Linked DNA regions of Zea mays: regions 1, 3 and 4 are each linked to region 2. Evidence: chromatin contacts called from public Hi-C data. All regions are on one chromosome and are shown on one strand. The core of a region is the stretch at or near the end of the contact, and the rest is flanking DNA. Distances in the headings are between cores, read along the strand shown.

Region 1 (3,723 bases), core at 759-3,258, 480 kb before region 2:
AATCCTCCTCAAAAAGGTCATGTGCGGACTGTCCGGACATTGGCCCGGCACATCCGTGATTATGTGCGGACTGTTCGTTGTTGTACGCGGACGGTCCGACTGGGTAGTTTAGATTCTGTGTCGTGTGTGGTGGTTCGGGCGCATATCTAGGTAACTCATTAAAAATCGGCCCGACTGTTGTTGGTCCGGACGGTCCGCGCTCACGTGCGGACGGTCCAGGCATGTGCAGATCGGCTGATTTGCTGCCGATTTGCGGTTGCTCAGGGTATGTGCCCATCGGCATCCCATAAAGGGGTTGTGACTGGTCGTGACAACCTGTAGCCGATGTGTTACGCGTGTTACCTCCTAACTCAACCTCGTGCAAAGGAAAATTTGTGATACTAGATTTATCAAATGCACGTACTAGTCTCTTAAGATCGCTTTGCATACCCCCTATGATGTTCTGCATTTGTTCACGCTGATCTTCTACATAATTTCTAAGAGATTGCAGATCGTTGGTATTACTTACATTGAGGATATCTGGCGTGGGTTGGAGAAAAGCCGGATCCGTTGCCCGATGTCGGACGACCTTGTTGTTCCTGTCCACTTTGAAGTTGGCCAAGAACTTTGCTTTCGCCTCCTGGATCATCCGCTCCTTGTGCTCCTCGAACTGGAGCTGCTCGTCAGCCGGCAAGGTTTCCCAAGTCGGCTTTATGATGTTGCTTGGAGAAATATCAGAGCTATCCCTTGAACCGGCCATTGAGGGCCGATTTGATGAGCTTAGATATGTATGTCCCCAGCGGAGTCGCCAAAAAGTATGTTGACGCCTTTTCGGAGCGTCAAATACTCAAGAAGAACCGGCAGCGGTGCTCTCTGGTCAGGCACGGACGGTACGCGGCCTGGGGCCGGACTGTCCGCGACCTGGCGCAGGGGCTAGGGTTTCCTGCCTGACGGCCGGACGGTCCGCGCGTGCGCAGGGGCGGCGGAAGATCGTCGGCGGCGCCTGGATCTCGCTCCCGGGAGGGACCCCGTCGGGAAGGAGAGATCCTAGGGATTGTCTAGGCTCGGGCCGGCCGACCTAGACTCCTCTAATCGGCGTAGAGTCGAAGAGAGCCGAAGAATTTGGGGATCGAGAGGCTAAACTAGAACTAGACTAGAACTACTTCTACTTGTACTGGAAATAAATGCGAATAGAAGTTGTATTGATTCGGTTGATAGTTTAAAATCGGCCGTAGACCTCTCTATTTATAGAGGAGGGGGGCTGAACTCTTTACACAACTGATTCCAAGCTAATTCCGCGAATATAGCTAATAACCGTAGCACAAAACTCGGAACCCTAATATGTTCGGCGCACGCGCGGACCGTCCGGCCCACAGGCGCGGACTGTCCGGACCGCGGACCGTCCGGCCTTAGGGCCGAACCGTCCGCCAGCTCTTTTTTGGTTCAAACACACACGTTCTAAACGCAGCTTACCCATCGCACAAGAATCGCATCGCATATCCAATAGCAGTGACTATTACTTCCCCCACATTTACTTAAGCAGTCCTCCAACTAAAAGAAAGGAACAAAAAGACAGACGACCCTCACAAGCAAACCCGTCGCCTTGCCCCCATCTCACATAGTACATGCTTCGGCATCAAAGTGGTAGGTTTGCATGTGGTGGCGCCATGTTCGTTCGGACCCTCTGGCTCATGCCATCATCTGGGGTGTTTTGCGGGCCAAGCAACCTTTAAGCATACTATTTTCTTTTCTCTCTCTCTTTTTCCCTTTTTTTCGAACGAACTTGTTTTTTAATCGTAACCTAGCAAATAAAATCTTATATATTGAAACAAACAAAGGGGGGAAATTGCCTTTACAATACTACAACTACAAGCAGGTTTGCGGGATCCGCAATCCCACTGGCACTGGCAGGTGCGAAGCAAATACGGCTTCCCAAACGCAGGCCCACAATGCAGGGACTCGTAGCGCAACAGCTAGACGCCGCAGCTTCCTCCCCGGGCCCCGGCCTCCCTCCCTGGCTGCGATCCGTGATCGATAGCAATGGGAAAGGAACTGCCTCTGCCTTGCCTCTATAAATACGCCGCCCGTCGCAGAACCGAAACCGCAGCCGTGACGGATCCAGCCGAACCCCCTCGCAGTCGCAGCCCCCTCACGCCACGCGACATGGGCAAGATCAGGATGCCCGTGCCGTCCCTGTTCCGCCGCCGCTCCTCCAAGCCGCCGCCGCCGCAGCCGCAGCAGCAGGCGCCTGCCGCGGGCGACGGCGACGGCAGCGGGTCCCCGGAGCGGGCGACGGCGGAGGAGGAGATGGCGCGCGTGTTCCGCAAGTTCGACGCGAACGGCGACGGGCGGATCTCGCGGTCGGAGCTGGCGGCGCTGTTCGAGAGCCTGGGCCACGGCGCGTCGGACGACGAGGTGGCGCGCATGATGGCCGAGGCGGACGCGGACGGCGACGGCTTCATCAGCCTGCCCGAGTTCGCGGCCCTCAACGCCACGGTGGCCGGCGACGCGGCCGCCGTCGAGGAGGACCTGCGCCACGCCTTCCGCGTCTTCGACGCCGACGGCAGCGGCGCCATCTCCGCCGCCGAGCTCGCGCGCGTCCTCCGCAGCCTCGGCGAGCCCGCCTCCGTCGCGCAGTGCCGCCGCATGATCGAGGGCGTCGACCAGAACGGCGACGGCCTCATCTCCTTCGACGAGTTCAAGGTCATGATGGCCAGGGGAGGAGCATGCTTCGCAAAGATCGCCTAGGTAATTAGAGGTTCCCTCCCCAGCCCTTTCGAATCCCTGCTGCTCCACCCATCCCCCCCCCCCCCCCCCCCCCCCCCCCCCCTCCGTTCACAGCAGCCGAGCGTATGGCGTCGTGTGCGGTCTTAAGTAAAGTGTATATAGAAGCCAAGATCATCATGGAGAAGCACTAGCGCTAGATTCTTCTCTCTACTAATAATTGGGAACCACGGCGGATATTGCTTTTTGCAAGATTGGAGCCTGGATGAAAGCAGTGGTTCAGAGCTAACTTCTGTTCTAGAGATGCGGATGCTTGACTATGTGAATGAAAGAGTAGACGATTCGAACCTACTCCTATGTGGATCTCTAATTCGTGTGTTTCCACCTCTCGGAATATGTGAATGTTTTTTGCATGTTTGTTTGGTATTTGTTAGATCCAATGTAAATCTGGTAATCTCAGCGCGGTGGAATCCGTAGGCTGTTAATTTAGCTCGATGCAGATAAAAGCTGTAGTGATCTTTTGTTGAACTTGTGGAGGATTTTTTTTTCTTAAGATCTCAAACATGGAACAGGAATATTCTTGCGAAGGTGGGGAGGAGCTTGAGGAATTGTCCTGATTGCGTACCTATCAATCATTGGCATCATCAGGGCGCGATGGGAGCTCGAATCTCTTCATTAGTTTATATCTACTGGTTGGAATTGGAAGCAGAACATGCGGAGGCCTTGGGTTGCATCTGTCTGCTCCAGTATACTAGTAGAAGATACGTACGTACACCTGTCATAGGAAATCCTGTCACAGGTTGCGTAGTATTACTACTAAATAGTTGTATGTTTTGGTAGGGATACTTAATTCTAGTCCTTAGAGAACTGTTTAGCGCGGCTCATGGGATGGATGACAGACAGAAACAGCTGATGACTAGCGTTGGCTGCTTGGCTCCAATCCAAGGAAGCGTGCGTCAGCCACTCACATGTGTGCTCGTGGTTTACGCGGTGAGTATCTGTGCTGTGCCACCTGGATCC
Region 2 (3,958 bases), core at 1,213-3,712:
TTGGCAAAGGGTGCTTCTTTGTCAAGTGTTGAAACTATAACACTCAACAAAGAAGCTTTACTGGTTCTTAGGTGTGCCTTTTTTGTTGAGTGCTTTGGCCACTGCACTCGGTATAGTTAATGACCGTCAACTATAGACAACTGCTGACGGCCCTTTGCCGAATGTCATGTTTCATCGAGAGCTTGACGTTCGACAAAGACTCGCCGAGCGTCAGTGCATACCGAGTGTTTGGCGCTCGATAAAGAGAATCTTTGCATAGTGTTATTGTTCGCCGAGAGTAGCACTCGGCAAAACGTGTTTTGTCGAGTGCCCGATAAATTGCAATCGGCAAAGAGCCGAGCCATACAATTGCAGCGATCAAAGAATATGCCAACATCATTATCTTAACCCCCTATGGCCTTATCTCGTCATCCAATCTGACAGGAAGGATCGATGGATAGGATAGAAAAAGAAAGAACAGAAAATGATGGAAACTAAAAAGTCAATAAGGCCAACATAATAAACAACATGTAGCTTTCTCAAGTGATCAATCGTTATTATATATATACGGAACCATGCAAAAAGGTAATTAGCCAAGATCTCTTCCTAATACTTTATGTGCTCCCTAATCATCACCAAATAATGGGTTGGGATAATTTGGGCGATTAACAAACAAGCACACATGCATGATGAGGAATCTTTGTCCAATTAGTCAACAGAAAGAAGAATGATCGGCGATATATATACATACATGCATAGCTGCCCTACTCTATATATATGTCTGTATATGTATATATACAACTATATCCCAGCATCACACATATTATTATATATACGCGCCTATATCTAAAATCTCAAGTCCTGAATGTAACAGATGCTGTCTTCCTTGTCATCTTGCACGCTGCTGGTAAAGGGCACGGCATGCCTGGGCCGATACGTTGCTGGAGAGCTTGAAGGCGGGCATTTGTTTCTGGGAAGCTGCTAGGTGGGGCGCAATTATCACCAAATCATTTTGGTGTGTTTAGTTTTTCTGACTAAAGTTTAATCCCTGTAAAATCAAATATTTGAATACCAATTTAAAATTATAAATATATATAGTCTAATTATAAAAACTAATTATATAGAGACTAAACAACGAGACAAATATACTAGCTAAATCCATGATTAACAAATGTTTACTGTAGCATCACATGCATGACGACCAAATCATAGACTAATTAGATTTAATAAACTTATCTTATCGTTTAGTCATTATCTGTGTAATTAGTTTTGTAATTAAACTATATTTAATACTTCTTAATTAGTATTAGAACATCTAATGGGTAGGACTAAAATTTAGTTAGATGGATCCAAACGGGCTCAGACTGTTATCACCTTTTGCCCATATTTCTCCACCTTGTATTTTGACTTGCTACAAAAGCCTATGTGTGTATATATTAAATAAAAAATATTCCCTCTATTTTATTTATCACGTTTTAGTTAAAAATAAATTAGACAACAACAAATATTCAAAAACGAAAGTACATATAAAGATCAGAAGAAAGAAAATACGGATAGTTAGGAATTGTGATGTGTCACCCACCAGTTATTATTAGCAATATATAACGTGTTAACGCCGGCTTCCCCACAGTTTCTGCTGTAATATTTATTAATAGCGACACGCAACATATATATGTGCATGTGTGTCGTCGCTCGAACCACATATATATATATATATATATATATATATATATATATATATATATATATATATATATATATATATAATATTAATGTGTATGTGTATGTGTATACTAGCCTATAGCTAGTCGTTGATTAATCTAATCAAGCTAAGCATGAGTGCATGACTGTATGTCTCTAGTATAAAAATATATATCGAGCTGCATTTACATTATACAAAAACAAAATGCACGCAGAACATTTACATTATAGAAATTAATTAATTTATTAAATGGAAAATAAATAAATCAGCAGTATCACAACACGACATGGCTCCCTGCAGCAGAACATTTAATAGACATACATACAACCATGCAGGGGGGCCGGCCGGGAGCAGATAATTCATCAGTCCAGACATCAGTTGATCTGTGGCATTTAATTTACAGGCCAAACTGTCAAAGCTTGGAACTCTCTTAATTTCCGTCACACGCTATGTCTACATCCACTGAGAGTTAACTGTTTCCAAGGGCCCTGACGAACTGTACGCATGCATGTGCGTGCTCCCCGTCCCACACTGCAATAAGTCGATCGTCTCTGGCTTTGAAAATGATCTGCAATGTTTCGAAAAAGGATCTGCAATTTGAAACTAGCAAATGATGCTCTAAATTTTGTTTTTTTGTTTTTGTTTTTTTTAAACTTGTGTGCATATCTTAAACGCAGGCAGCATAGTGCACAGTGCATAGGATAGCAGAGAAAGCACCAATTATTTATGCCCCCCAGGCGGGCAGGAGCAGGACAGCCACCCACCCATATAAACATACGCTGATACGCACGCCTCAAACCCCTCACTGCGAGACAGCCTTCCCTTCCAAAAAAAAAAATCTCCATCGGCCTGGCCAGCCACCCACATACAGTAACAGTAGCCATCCCCAAGTCCACCTCTAGTCCCTCCTCTACCCGTCTCTCTTTTTCTCAAGAGCTACACGAGAGAGAGAGAGAGAGAAAAGGAGGGGAGAGAGGCACACAACGCTGCTGTGCTGCACACACAAACAAGTAGCAGTAGTGGAAGAAGCGAAGGGATCGGAGGAGGAGAGGAGAGGAAGTGTGGCCGGTGACAGACAGAAGAGAAGAAGAAGAACAAGAAGAGATGATGGTGGTGGTGAAAAGAGACGGGGATGATGCAGCACAGGCGGTGGCGGCTTCAGTTTGAGCAGCTGCGTGCAGAAGCTGAGCCAAGAAAGCAAGCAGCAGCTGCAACCGCTTCCAGTCCCCCCCCTGACTCTCCCAGCCAGCCGCCAGCAGGCTCAGTCGCCCAAGCAGCAAGCACCAAAGCGATCGATCGAGCTGCTCTCCGTCCGTGCTGGTCCCCCTCGCGCGCCTCTCCACTCCCCCCTCTCTCTCTCTCTTTCTCTGATCCATCCACCCAATTCGCCAGCTCCGCCGCCACCCTAGCTAGCTAGCAGCTAGAGTACAGAAGCGGAAGGTAGACCGCTCGGAGGCGGGAGGAAGGTCGACCGACACGAGTAGAGTCGAGCAGGCCGGCACAGCAGCTTGCCTCTCGACCGGCGGCGGCCATGGAGGACACCCTCAAGTCGCTGTCCATGGACTACCTCAACCTGCTCATCAACGGGCAGGCCTTCAGCGACGTCACGTTCAGCGTGGAGGGCCGCCTGGTGCACGCGCACCGCTGCATCCTGGCCGCGCGCAGCCTCTTCTTCCGCAAGTTCTTCTGCGGCGCCGCCGCCGCCGACCAGGCCGCCGCGCCCGGCGCGCTGCTGCTGGACCACCTCAGCCCGCGCTCCCCGTCCGGCGGCGCCTCCTCCTCCTCCCCGCGCGGCGGCGCCGGCGGCGCGGGAGCCTCCGCGGCAGCGGCGCCGGGCGCCGTCATACCCGTCAACTCCGTCAGCTACGAGGTGTTCCTGCTGCTGCTGCAGTTCCTCTACAGCGGCCAGGTGTCCCTGGTGCCGCAGAAGGGGGATCCCCGGCCGGGCTGCGGCGAGCGCGCGTGCTGGCACACGCACTGCGCCGCCGCCGTCGACCTCGCGCTCGACACGCTCGCCGCCGCACGCTCCTTCGGGGTCGAGGAGCTCGCGCTGCTCACCCAGGTAACCATACCAAACTAACCAACCAATTCCAGCATCTCCCTCTTCCCTCACGACTGCAATTCTTCACACGCTTATTTCTTCGGGTCCGTTGCTGATGCTCCTGTTCTTCTTCCTCCTCTACTCCGGGCAAAACATAAATAATACTCTAAATAAATAACAGAGACAACGAGAGGAGGGAAAACAACAGCATCGGTTTCTTGCTTCCAATTTATTTA
Region 3 (3,664 bases), core at 137-2,636, 370 kb before region 2:
CCTTACGCCTATAAAAGGAAGGTCCAGGGCTCTCGTACGAGAAGGTTGGCCGCGCGGGAGAACGGGCCAACGCATAAGGCTCTTGCCCTCTCTCTCTCTCCCACGCGAACGCTTGTAACCCCTACTGCAAGCGCATCCATCCGCCCTGGGCGCAAGACAACACGAAGGCCGCGGTTTCCCCTTACTGTTCTCCCCCTTTGTGTCCCGTCTCGCGCCGACCCATCTGGGCTGGGATACGCAGCGACAATTTACTCGTCGGTCCAGGGACCCCCCCGGGGTCGAAACGCCGACAAAATTCTAGCACTAATTTATCATATTTAGGCTGCCAAGATCATACGATGTCGACGTGCCTTTACAGCCACCCTGAAAACTGAAAAATCCATCTGGGAGTACCTAGCTAGTTTCCCACGCTCAGAACTGAAATGCGATACGCAAACGAACAATGCGTTCAACTCATTTTTCCACGGCAGCTACTCACCAACCGTGTAAATGCAAGTGTAGATGTGTACAACAACTTTTTACCGATTAGAATTAGACTCAACTGAAGATATATCATTTCACTTGTTTCATAAATTTTGTTTCAATTTATCATTATTAGTTCATGTTCTCTTTTCCAGATTTTATTTGTTATATAGTTCATTTTCTTTTTTCCAGATTTTATTTGCTATATAACATCTGGATGTAAATATATTATGTTCGTCATGACTCTTATTCACCATTTATTTTATAGCTATGAATTGCTTTAGACTATGTTGTAATTTTTTTTCATTATTACTTTAGCAATACCTTAATTTTGATTCGTCCTCTTGCCTGCGACAAGATAGGTAGCAAAGCAGCAAGCTCGGCAGCCGCAGCGTTAGGCGACCGGGTACGCAAACCAAAATCATGACTGAAAACGGGAGTAATCAAAATCAAAATTAGTATCTGGATAAGTACCCGTTTTCATCCTAGCGTGCTAGTAGCTACCATACTAGTCACCGGTGGGTAGCTTCCCTCAATGACCATCGCCTCAACGATCGTCGTGTTTTGCATTTCCACCATAGTTGCGCTGCACCTGCAAGTGTAATCCAAACAGAGAGAGGCACACGACGGCCCTGACAGACAGTGGCCTCATGGTCAGACGTCGATCCCGGCCCCGCGAGACGACCGTACGCAGACGCACGTTTACCACGCTGGCAGTGCCCTGTGCCGTGCACGCCCTGTCGTTGCGATCTCAAGCATCGAGACCGGCGGCGGCGCCAATCGACGACGTCGAGACTCAGGCCAAACAGCCGTGAGAGAGTTGGACCCGCCCGTCGACGTCGGCGGCACCGTACCAGCTGGACGGTTCCTACTACTAGCTCCGCGGCCTGCGTCACAGCGCGAGCGACGCGGTGTGTGGAATTTACAAGGACAAGCCCCGCCACGCGGACGCCGTCGCGGTCACTCGTGGTCAGCGCTCAGGTCAGAGCACGCTTCTCCCGCCGCTTCGTTCCGGTTTCTGTTGTTTCAGCTGCAGACGCCGCAGCCGACATCCTCCGTTCAACGAACTAGCGCGGGCCGCCTGCAGCATGTCGCGCGGCACACTGAGCCAACTCTTTATCTTTTTCTTTTTCTTTTTCTTCTCCACAACACCGATGCTAAAGAGCTTCAGATTAGAAAATAAAGAAGCTTCACCCCGGCCCACGGAGAATCATATATACAAAAAATGGTAAATATAGAGGTCAGATTTATTATTTTTAGGAAGCTCATCCATATTGCTCAGCCTTGTGTGTCAAGCCATAAATCAGAACTGACAAATAACCTCACCTATCCAGAGCACTAATGGTCTATTCCCGTGTCTTGTCATGAGCTCAAGTAGGTGTTTTCATTCAAGATATCATGTAGGCTAATATCTTCACAACAGAGAACATTATACCAACCTAAACGCTAAACTTATCAGACAAGAATTAGTACTCAGGAAACGCACTGGTGGGCTGTGATGGCCCCACTGGCCCATGAAACGCCCGTGAATGGGTGAGGCCCATGTGAATGTAAGTTTGATTCTTTGCCCGAACGCACAATGCACATTTGGGTTTGGGCTTGAAACCGAAGGAGGAACTAGTGTCTCCTCGAACTCTACCTACCTGTGCGACCGTTCCTCGATCATGGTAGTAGTTCTGTCCGCGCACAACGCTGCGTCGGTGCTAAGAGACATGAATGGCATTACCAGCAGAAATGATTGGTGCCGGCTCCCATGATTGTTCAACTCCATGATCGGGGAGATATCGTGTGCGTGTAATGTAGTACACCCTAGATGGTCGCCTGTGAAAGTTCCGGCCATGATGACCCTATATATATATATATATATATATATATATATATATATATATATATATATATATATATATATATATATATATATATATATATATATATATATATATATATATATATATATATATATATCTCACATCAGGGAAGAAGGAACCCCAGGCCAAAGCCTCCTTCGGCGCACCCACAAATGCTTCTGCTTGCTGCCTACGTCTCTGCCTCCCAATCGTGTCTCGTCGTCTCGCTTCGCCGCACATAGTGTTCTTGGTGCCTCTGCTTTCTATCTAGCTCCCCCTTTTTTTTGTTTGAAGAACTGTTCCATGTCTAATCCATCTCTCTGATTCGTAGGGACACGTATACATGATGCGAGGATAAAGGTGCTGCTGAGCTTTCCTTGCCCCCTCCCCAAACCAAATGTTGTATCCCTGCAACCATGCATCCAAACGTGCCATGAATGGCCGGTCGACATCCTACGTTTTATATAGGGTTAGAGTAGGGAAAGGGCCCCGCCTCGTCGCTGACAAAGGAAATGCAAATGCATGCGAGTCGTGGCCGTGGATGCAGACATCCATTACTATAGGGGCCTGATTGGTTGTGGTAGCTACCGAACCTGCCTCGTACTCGAGATGCATGCAGACTCTGCAACCGGTGCATTAGCTAGAGCTAGGTCGGTGGGCAGGCTAATAAACCAAAAAAAATGTGTACTGCAAGTGTCATCGCATATACACTCTGCTACAGTAGCCTTATACGTCTATCTAAAATGGGCCGATTCGACTGGCCTGATGGGCTGAGGCTCTATTTCGACATCAATCGCGAGACCAACGACAAGCACTTTTTTTTTCTCTTGACAATTTTCGTTTCCAGTTTGCTGCGTCTCATTCTGTCCTAGCTAGATGGCTAAACTGGATAGATAGCCTATCAAGTCATTGCCACATTCTCAAACAAACATCAATACTACTCAATCACGGGGCTTCGCGTGCGAGAATTATCTTTTTTTGTTTTATTTGCTTTAAAACCGATACTGATACCATCACTAATACTGGTTTTAAAATTTGTCGCTTTTTTAAATGCATTAGTACTGTTTGATGCCTCCAACCGATACAAATGCCAAGTATTTAGTGTTGGTTGAAGACACCAACTGGTAGTCATGCGCCTTAGGCCCTGTTCTGCCCCACCCATACACAACGGCATCGAAGCCCATGTGAGAACGACCACGACCGGGGCTGAGCCTTAAACCTGTGCTTTGGCGTGGGACAGACGAGGGGATTTTTTTAACCACAGCCTAAAATTCACTCCCACGGGGAGTCGAACCTAGGACCTGAGGAGTGCTACTCAGACCACCTAACCAACTCAGCTAGAGGCCCTTTCGCTA
Region 4 (3,557 bases), core at 572-3,071, 330 kb before region 2:
ATCATGCACTCTTGACGCTCGTGCGGCGTGGGGGCCGGTGTCGTCCTCGGAATGAGCGGGCGCGCCACATGCAGTGCCTGATGCCTAGCTCGATGGAATGGAATGGAACGGAGCGATTTCAGGCCGGGCGGTCTCGATCGGTCGACCCATCAGACGTCGCCGCGCCCGCGCCATGCATGGACAGGAAGTCACAGCTAGCACACAAAGTGACTTGACAGAGAGCGCGATCGAGGAGGGAGGGGAGGGGACCCGCACCGACAATGCCGGAGCTGAACGACGCGAAGAAGAACACGAGCGCGAGGGCACGAGAGACGACTGATCGACTAGCTACGCTATAGCTAGCATATGATGCCATGCATGACATTGACATGCATGGGGACGGAGGAGCGCGATGCAATTATGCAGGCAGGCATGGGCATATGCGTGGCGCAGGGAGCGGTCGGCCAGGCCTAGTAGCTCTTCTATTCTATGGTTGGTCTCGATCTTTTTTTCCCGCCGGCACCCGGCAGGGCAGGGCAGGGCAGCAACTTTTCCCGTGCTACAGGTTGACAGGACGTGAAACTAGGAAAAAAGGGGAAGAGATGTGTCGTGAAGACATGGGGATCGAGCGCCTGCCTGCCTCTGCTTCCACTGTACTTTGCGCCCAGCTCTAGTGCCTGCCCTGGGGTGGCTCAGCTGTGGCTTGCATGCATGTGACTATATGTTCCTCACGTCAAAAGCTGGGGGCACACACAGATATCATATCAGAGCTAGCTAGTAGGGACTGGCTGGCCCCCCAGATCAGACGACCTGCGCTGCGTTGCGTGCTTTTTCCTTGCTTCAATTCAACTCGATATAATAACACAAAGTGCACGTGTAAGTAGCGATAACAAATGCGTCCATGTGACGGGGGTGAATGCATGCATGCCTCGGTCGTCGCAGACTCGCAGTCCCTCCCTCCCAGGCTGCTCTCTGTACTACGTCGTACACGACGTGCGCACGCGCGCGGCGGCAGATGGTGACCCGCACGTACGTACGTACTGACATGGCATTGCATTGTACGGCAGCACAGAGGAGTAAGTACGTATACATGTGTGTGCGGGTACGAAAAGAGAGGGCATGCACCATGCAGGACAGGAGTAGGTGTAGAGAGTGAAGTAGAGTAGTCAAAGTGACGGATCGAGAGGATGGGCAACGTGCTGCTCAGCTGCTGTGTGGGAATGGGATACGATACCGATACGATACGCCGGGCGGGGCGGCGGGAATCTGGAGAGGCGTGCGGTCCGGTGCGGTGGTGCTCTGGTCTCGGCCTCGGTCTGCGTGAGACGACGAGGAGCCTTGCGGCGCGCTCGCTCATGTGCTGCACTGCTGGCTGCTGCGCCTGCGCCTGTCCCTGCGCCCCTATTTGTTTCAGCTTTTTGCAGCTTCTGGCCACCAAAAGCTGATGTGGACTGCCAAACGCGTCAGCTTTTCAGCCAGCTTCTATAAAATTCGTTTAGGTAAAAACTATTTAAAATCAACATAAACATATAATCGGTTGAGTTGTTGCAATAATAGGAATCCGTCACTTTCTAGATCCTGACCCCTATAAACATTTTTATCTTCCTCCGCATGTAATCCTAATAATACTCAGATTCTCCCCACAGCCAGATTCTCTTCACAGCCAGATTCTCAGAAAAGCTGGTCAGAAAAAAGCTGAACCAAACAGGCCCTGCGTTGCGTGTGGAAGAGAAGAAACAGAAACAGCAGCTGCAGTGCAGGGGGCCAGGGACGGATGGATGGATGCAATACATGCGGAGGCGGAGGCGGATGCAAGGGGAGCGGCGCTGGAGCAGTCAAACGTCACATCCTAGTCCTAGGCCGCAAATCATAAGACGCGGACAGCGATGCGTCAATCAGTGGGATCCGCCTCTAGCTCGCCTGCGTGCCTTTCCCCCGCCAATGCATGCAGGTGTGCTTGCAAGCAAACATGGATCCGGGACGACAAGCCATGGCTGGCTGGCCATGCACGCGCCTCGTCCTACCGATGCTGCTGCTGCCAAGCGATGCAAGGCCTTCCACTACAGTAAACGAAACAACTTCCGACGGTCAAAGCCGTCGGACATAAACTTTAAACCATCAAAGATAGTTTATGCCCAACGGTTTTTAGTTATCTCCGACGGTCTCTGGCGTCGAACATATTGGGTCGGACATAAGCTATCTCCGACGGCCGCAGCCACCCGTCGGACGTAGCAAGTGTCAACCGTTTTAATGGTCGATTGGTATGACCCACAGACTTATGTCCGACGGTTTATACTAAGCCGTCGGACATAACCAACGCTTATGTTCGACGGTTTACACTAAACCGTCGGACATAAATAACCCTTATATCCGACGGCTGCCCGTCAGGCCGTCGGACATAATAAATTTCAGAAATTACACAAAATTCTATTTTTAAAAAATCTGACATTTACAAATAAAAACAGATTTCATGCAAATATACACAGAATTCATATACAACCACATATTCACAACCACAAATATACTCACATAAGTATTCACATTCACAAATTGGAAATAACGACATATAGTTCCAAATAGTCTCAACAAGTCTTTTGCATCAACATATAGGTCCAAAATAAAAACCGACATTGTTCGACAGATAGGGTTTGACATGAACAGTAATAGTTCCAAATTAAACACATTTGATCAACTATCACTCATATTCATCGCCTGGTTGGTTCGAGTTATAGCCACTTCCTCCGGATGGACTATGCGTGTTGAAAAGGTTGTTCACCCAAGAATGCGATGCGTCGTCTTGACCAGACCCATCTCCAGGTGCGGCAACTGAAGCGGGTGGTGTCTGAAATCCCTATAACACACGCACATGAAATAGTGACCACTCAGTTTTTCATTTAAACACATAAGACATCTATGAACATGTCAAACACGCATATGTGTACATACCATAGAGAATTGTGACGGAGGCGGAGGTGGAGGCGCCAGCATTGGCATTGGCAGTGCAAAGTCCGGAGGCGGCATCCCATATGTGGGCATCGAGACGCCCGTTTGTTGGGCTAGTTGCTAAAAATTATATAAAAGCCATTGTTGAGCAAATAAGATATACATCATGTGTTTTGCAAAATAAGGTACAAAATGTTACTTCAACTTACCGAGAGAAGAGCTTGATTTTGGGCCTGTAGGTTTGCATAATACTCGTTCTTCTTCTTCTGGTACTCAGCTTGTTGTCTCTGGTACTCAGATTGTTGCCTCTGGTACTCCAATTGTTCCCTCAAAACTGATTGATGATACTCTGCCTGTTGACGCAACACTACAAGCTCTATCTCTTGGGCAGATGATCGTGAACGGGACGACTGTGAAGATGACGATGTGGACTGTCGTCCACGACGTCTCAGCTCCCTAGAATCAATCGTAGAATAAAAAATACCCAACCTACAAGAGTGAACCATGCACTTAGTATAGTAAATCATGGACTTGTATCGCAAGCATATGAGGATAATTTTGAAATCCAAATCAAATAATCCCACCGTACATGGGCTTGTCCTCCTGCGCTAGCATATGCTACCTGAGGGTCGATT

What was found. A called contact is a pair of places that touch in the nucleus more often than the background predicts.
Region 1: a Hi-C map of ear shows a contact between it and region 2, with 2.4 times the contacts expected there. The contact joins the promoter of LOC100286243 here to the promoter of LOC103650745 in region 2. A contact is called at or near these places in 2 of 25 Hi-C or Micro-C datasets (ear and tassel).
Region 3: a contact with region 2 is called in a Hi-C map of leaf, with 5 times the contacts expected there. The contact joins the enhancer-like site here to the promoter of LOC103650745 in region 2. A contact is called at or near these places in 3 of 25 Hi-C or Micro-C datasets (leaf and tassel).
Region 4: a Hi-C map of ear shows a contact between it and region 2, with 2.4 times the contacts expected there. The contact joins the enhancer-like site here to the promoter of LOC103650745 in region 2. A contact is called at or near these places in 5 of 25 Hi-C or Micro-C datasets (bundle sheath, ear, leaf and 1 more).

Annotation. Positions count from the first base shown.
Region 1 is chr3:151,608,999-151,612,721 of Zm-B73-REFERENCE-NAM-5.0, forward strand. LOC100286243 (polcalcin Jun o 2) reads left to right here and starts at 2,009. Exons shown (of 2, transcript NM_001159131.2): 1 at 2,009-2,727; 2 at 3,276-3,584. The coding sequence starts at 2,143. The coding sequence ends at 2,727.
Region 2 is chr3:152,083,705-152,087,662 of Zm-B73-REFERENCE-NAM-5.0, forward strand. It overlaps LOC103650745 (BTB/POZ domain and ankyrin repeat-containing protein NPR5), which reads left to right and starts at 2,463. Exons shown (of 2, transcript XM_008676308.2): 1 at 2,463-3,743. The coding sequence starts at 3,213.
Region 3 is chr3:151,717,830-151,721,493 of Zm-B73-REFERENCE-NAM-5.0, forward strand. No RefSeq gene overlaps it. Among protein-coding and RNA genes, the nearest start is that of LOC100283599, 96 kb to the left of the region's middle. Within about 2 kb of position 1,387, at least 19 of the 20 cell types and tissues checked have an H3K27ac peak or open chromatin away from gene starts, as enhancers often do. A contact at or near this core is called in leaf and tassel, where this site is marked.
Region 4 is chr3:151,751,385-151,754,941 of Zm-B73-REFERENCE-NAM-5.0, forward strand. No RefSeq gene overlaps it. Among protein-coding and RNA genes, the nearest start is that of LOC103650743, 96 kb to the right of the region's middle. Within about 2 kb of position 1,822, at least 17 of the 20 cell types and tissues checked have an H3K27ac peak or open chromatin away from gene starts, as enhancers often do. A contact at or near this core is called in bundle sheath, ear and leaf, where this site is marked.